Linked DNA regions of Mus musculus: region 2 is linked to region 1. A link is a contact called in public Hi-C data. All regions are on one chromosome and are shown on one strand. Each heading gives the region's core, a stretch centred on a gene start, on an enhancer-like site or on the middle of the called end of the contact. The rest is flanking DNA. Distances are from core to core; before and after follow the strand shown.

The links. Hi-C and Micro-C count contacts between places; a contact is called where the count stands out from the background.
Region 2: a contact with region 1 is called in a Hi-C map of muscle stem cells, with 2.2 times the contacts expected there. The contact joins the promoter of Nup210 here to the enhancer-like site in region 1. A contact is called at or near these places in 1 of 484 Hi-C or Micro-C datasets (muscle stem cells), 5 of 115 datasets of contacts at active chromatin or transcription factors (T-cell acute lymphoblastic leukemia, embryonic forebrain, embryonic stem cells and 1 more) and 2 of 9 other capture datasets (adipose tissue and pancreatic islet).

What each region holds. Positions count from the first base shown.
Region 1 is chr6:91,285,413-91,288,112 of GRCm38.p6, forward strand. No RefSeq gene overlaps it. Among named protein-coding and RNA genes, the nearest start is that of Fbln2, 74 kb to the left of the region's middle. Within about 2 kb of position 1,404, at least 49 of the 459 cell types and tissues checked have an H3K27ac peak or open chromatin away from gene starts, as enhancers often do. A contact at or near this core is called in embryonic forebrain, muscle stem cells and pancreatic cancer cells, where this site is marked.
Region 2 is chr6:91,115,481-91,118,180 of GRCm38.p6, forward strand. It overlaps Nup210 (nucleoporin 210), which reads right to left and starts at 1,346. Exons shown (of 40, transcript NM_018815.2): 1 at 1,138-1,346. The coding sequence starts at 1,304. Gm30364 (a long non-coding RNA gene) reads left to right here and starts at 1,741. Exons shown (of 4, transcript XR_003956467.1): 1 at 1,741-2,700.

The sequences.
Region 1 (2,700 bases), core at 154-2,653:
CTCCGGGCTCTGACTTTCAGCCTGGCTTGGAGCCATGGGGCAGGCATGCCGGGACTCTCAGGAAGAGCCCGGACTCCAGCGGCAGGTGGCGAAGCTCAGCTGCTGAGTGCCAGTCCCTAGCGTGGCCAGCCGCCTTTGGCCAGTGCAGCTAGGGCGTGCGCCAAAGCCACCGCCGCTGAGGATGTTGGACGCCACCAGGAGGCGCTGCGAGCGTCGCGGATCGTCAGTGCGTGTGTCCGAGCGGTGGCTCTGGCAGAAAGCTATCCAGGCGCAGGGGCGCTAGGCGCTGGTCCGCGGAAAGCCGAGGCGCAGGTCCTAGAACTTTCTACCCGGAGATCACACACTCTGAGCCCTGCTGATTGCAGGTCTCTGCTCCAGATCGCAGGGCTGGTGCGCTAAGGGTTTCAGTAGAGAGCAGGGCTTAGACACTGCAGCCCACGGCCCTGTCCTGTCCCGCAGAATTCAGATCTCCGTTCTGCCTTTTCCCATCTGTGAGACATAGGCAAGTTCCTAGACTTCTTGGTGTCTGATTTTCCTGCCTTGTGAGATGAGATTGCTGCGAGTAGCGGGTTCACCGGGTTGCGACAGGAAACCTGGATCACTCCCAGATGTACACATGTTCCTGCCCATCACAGCACGGTTGACTAGTAGGTTGGGCGATGCGGGGCCTCAGCAGTGGAGACACAGAGAAGCAAGTCGCTGAGCACTGTGTCCTGGCAGGTGCTCGTGAGGACCAGACGGCATTTAGACTAAACTTTTCTCCTCCTGGCGAGACAAGAACAATGAGAGGCTCCCCCAGGTTGATTTGGGAGGCAAATTCAGTGCCAGACCACCCTCTTCCTCCCAGCAGAGACCGTCGCCCTTGGTCGTTGTGCTCTCGGTTGTCCTCCCGCGTCATACAGTCTACGCCCCTCGGAGGCTGCCCACTGGTGTGCAGACTGTAGTGGACAGCATCCCGCAGCGGGCGAATGCTTATAGTGCGGGGCTTGTTGCCTGACACATTAGAGGGCCTGCAGCCGAATCAGCTCAAGTTCGCTGACTAGAGGCATGTAGGGTGATGAAGAGGGCCCATTCCAAGCCTCTACCGCGAAGTACCTAGGCCAGGTTCACTTCTGCACAGGGACAATCAATACATCCACATCATGGCTAATGGGTAGGGCTGGGGGACGCTGTTGGAAAGAGATAAAGTCAGGGAAGACTGTCCTAGACAGATCTGCTAGGACAAAGAGTAGGAAGTGGCTTGCCTACAGGGAGTCAGTGGAAACTGAGAAGGACTCCAGGGCGGGGCTGTGCTCTCTCTCTTTACCCATACACTCTTGCCTTCTGACCACGTCTGTTCTGTTCGCGCAAATTTTTAGAGGCTCGAAGCCCCGTCAACCTTTCTGACCACACGAGGGCAGCAGAACGCAGCTGTGAGGAGGGACAGGTGGCACGCCCAGTAGGGGGCTCTTCCAGAAGGCAGGCTGAACTCCTCAGGGCTCCCTTCCAGTTCCTCTGTGCTCACGCTTGGGTCTGTACTCCCCCAAACCCGAGGTACAGCTCTCCGAACCTCGGTGCCTCCTCTTGGGAAATGGGAGCAATCAGATTTTCATCTTCGGGAACGGATTACTGAGTGCTTTAGTAGATTTGCTGTAAGGCTGTGGAAAACTCACCCACCCTGAGTCTGCTTCCCCGAGTGAAAAGGAGGAATGAGAATGGACCCATAATGTGGGATTTGGGGGCAAGATAAATGACTCAATGAGCAATGCCTTCCAGGTACCCAGTACGCTAAATTGTAGTTCTTGACAATTACAATTTGTGACTTGGGGCTGAGAGTGGAAAGAGACCCCCGTGTTCAGGTGTTCACGCCAAAAGCTTTCCAGGAGGAATGATTTATTCATTAGGGAAGAGGTGGTCAAGATCCTTTGGGACTGTCCATTTGACAGAAGGGACACTGGGGACCAGAGAGGCTGGCAGAGCCAGGCCTGGGATTCCCACCTGATTCCTGAAGGTCAGTTATCCTGCCTGGTTGCAGGACCTTTCCTTGATGGAGGGTTCTCAGGTTGTCCCTTGTTCTTGTTACTGAAGGCCCCTGAGTTAAGCTGTGAGAGAGGAGAGAGCTTCGAGTGCCCAGTCCTTGGAGGGGCATCCTCTTGGGGGCTTATGAGAACTTCTCATGGGAGCCAATTCTTTCAAGGTCCAGGACACTGATGTTTGTGGTGGGTGGGTGAGTCCAGAGGGTTGTAGTCCTATGGTGGGCAAGGGGTGTAGTGGGGGAGGGGTGTAGTGGGGGAGGGGTGCCCGCTTCTCCCTAGGAGTGAACCCCAGCTGTACATTTTGTGGAAGTATGTTCCTCTCTCCCCTCAAGCCCTTGAGCAATGCCCACAGCAGGATTGGAATAATCACCCTGAGGCTTGGACACCCCCTCCCTCTCCAGGGTTGCTTTCCTTGTGGTGAAGGTGCTACTTACAGTGAAAACAGCCATTGAAGCAAAACGCAAAAATAATGTCAGTTTCCACTTTTGACAAAAATGGGAAGGCAGGTGGCTTCTTGTCTGCGATAAGCGCATCTGCTTCTGCAGTAATTACTATCTGAGATAATTATGAAAAAGAATTTAAATACTCAGGGCATGCGCGGGGCCAGGACGGCGTTCTTTCTCCTTAGTCCTAATCTCTTCTGCAAGTCGGAGTCTTGTCCCGACCGACCAGGACAGCACTGGGC
Region 2 (2,700 bases), core at 96-2,595, 170 kb before region 1:
CATTTACTCCAAACTGCAATGGAAAGACTCTGCCTCTTCATACTCCAGAGGCCAACCTAAAGACACTCCAGACTGACCTCAAAGCGGCACTACTGCCTCAGCCTCCCTAGTGAAGTAATTATAGAGGTACAGTGCCACCCCCTATGAGGCAGACTTTTAAAACAAATTAAATTTGAGAACTACATATAGCAGAATGTGGCTCTGAGCTCTGGGCATCATATAGAACATTAACACACACACACCTAGCTAGTTAAGCCTTAGCCTAGATCAGTGGTTCTCAACCTTCCTAATGCTGTAAGCCTTTACTACAATTCCTCTGTTGTTGAACTGTACTAAAACCATAAAATTATTTTGTTGTTACTTCATAACTGTAATGTTGCTACTGTTGGAATCATAATGTGAATATCTGACAGGAGGCCCCAAACTGGGTTTTAACCCACAGGTTGAGAACCAATGACCTAAACACATTCTTAAGGAGGCTGGCAGCAAAATGTAGCCTGAGAGAAGGAAGGGACTATGTCGCACTAGTGAGGGTGTGGGTCAAGGGTGTGACCTGATCACACCCTACTCAGCCTGCACCCAGCAACGAGAAGTTCTCCCTTCATCTGCCTAGCCAAAGGCTGGACCGCAACACCCTGCTGGAAGCCAGGTCATCAAGGCAGACCCTACTCCACCAGCATCTAATTCCTTTGCCTCCCACTTCTGAGCTGGAAAATGGTCCTTTCATCCAAGATTTAATGACTCTCCCTAAGTGGCTTAACGGGTGTGGTGTGTCTCCCACAGACTCCTTGCCCAGGTCTCTACAGACACTCTTCTCACACCAGTCAGGCGCCAGGGGTGAGTCCCACCTCCCCCGTCTCCCACAGACTCCAGAGCGTGGCTGCTCAAGCTGGAGCTCCTCAGGGCCCTGACAGCTGGGGACCGAGGCCACGTGCGGCGCTGCCCTCCATGGCCCGCGATCACAGCCTCCTCTTCCCGCGCAGCCCAGACGCGAGTGGCCCAGGCGCCATGCGCAGAGAGAGAGCGCGCGCGCCGCGGGGTCACGCGGGGCCGGCTGGAGCGAGCACGCCACGCACCTGCGGCCCAAGCCCCCTCCCGCGCGCACCTGCCGCCTCCCGCCGGGCCCGCGCGCCTCACCAGCGGTAGCAGCCCTCAGAAGCTTCCAGAGTGAAGTTCACGCGCGTGGCCCGCGTGAAGGGCAGCAGCACCTTGGGAATGTTAAGCTTGGCGGCCGCGGCGGGACCCACTACCTGCAGCAACAGCAGCGCCCAGAGCGCCGGCTGCACTAGTGAGGCCCGCGCCATCCTCCCGGCCTCGCTAGCGCCCGGGCGCGCGCTCCCGCGCCCTCCACCGGCGCGCGCTGGGTAGCAGGTGGCCGCGTGGGGCGGGGCGAGCGCAGTGATGGGCGGGACCGGCGGGAAAGCGGAGAGCACGCGCCTGGTGCTGAGCCCCTAGAGCGCGCCGAATCCTGCGAGCTTTTTCAGCCCCGGAGCCCGTAGCGCGTGGCCTAAGGCCTCTGCCGCGCGCCCGTCTCTGGTGGCAGCCTTCCAGCAGGCTCGCTCTTGTTCATTCCGCCTTGTCTGGAGCCTCTGGCGGTGGAGCCAGGACATAGCACTAAGACAGGCGCCCTAGGACAGTGTGGAGCGCTCACTGATTAACACCCCCCCCCCCGCCCCCTTTCCAAAGCCACACTTCCCCAGGGGCCAAGAAGGTCTTGAGATATTCCGGGATCAATCCATCAGCAGGACAACACTGGGAACTTCCTGTTAAACAGCCCCATGGATGCTCCAAGGGAAATATCCGAAAGGTTAGTGAGGGAACAACACGTCCCTGAAAGTAGACGGTGCAACCTGACTTCAGCTGCACTAGGACCTGGATCGACCAGCGGGATCTGGAAGAAAAGTGACAGGCTGATGTCATGCATAAACAAAGACTTGAAGCTGAATTTCAGGCCGGCTGGGGAAGCCTCCTGGAGGAGAAACTCTCTGGAATGGATACTAAGGTCTCGCTGGGTTTCTGAGAGGCCACCATTCCTAGTCTATGTAGTTTTTGTTTGTCAGTTTGACACCAACTAGTGTCTTCTGGGGAGAGCAGCCTTAATTGGGAAAATACCCCCATCAGATTGGCCTGTAGACCTGTTTATGGAGCATTTTCTTAACTGATGATTGATGAGGGAGGGCCCAGATCACTGTGGGCTGTGCCACCTCTGTAAAGGAGGTTCTGAAGTGTTAAGAGAGCAAGCTGAGCAAACCATACGGAACAAGCCAGTAAGTTGTCTTCCTCCGTGGCGCTGGCTTCAGGTCCTGCCCTGGTTGAGTGCCTGGCTTCCCTCAATGATCCAGTGTGGCTGGGATAAGGAAGCCGAATAAACCCTTTCCTTCCTAACTCGCTTTTGCCTTGGGACATTTGGATACAAGGAGGGACATTTGGAGGGCACCCTCAGGCCCTAAGGACCCTGGACCAGGAATGGGGGTGAGAGGAGCTACCCAGAAGAGGACAAGTCTTCCAGGCTGGGTACCACGTGCTACAGGAGGAGGGAAAGTTCCACCATCCTCTTCCAGGAAATAAAAGAAAAGCAACGCTCCTCCAGGGTGTCTGTGCAAACTCTTCCTGCGCGTTCTTGGTGATGCTTCATTGTTTTTAGTTTCCAGCGCTGGAGATCACACACCCGGCTTCACTCCTGAGCCTTTCATGCTTTTA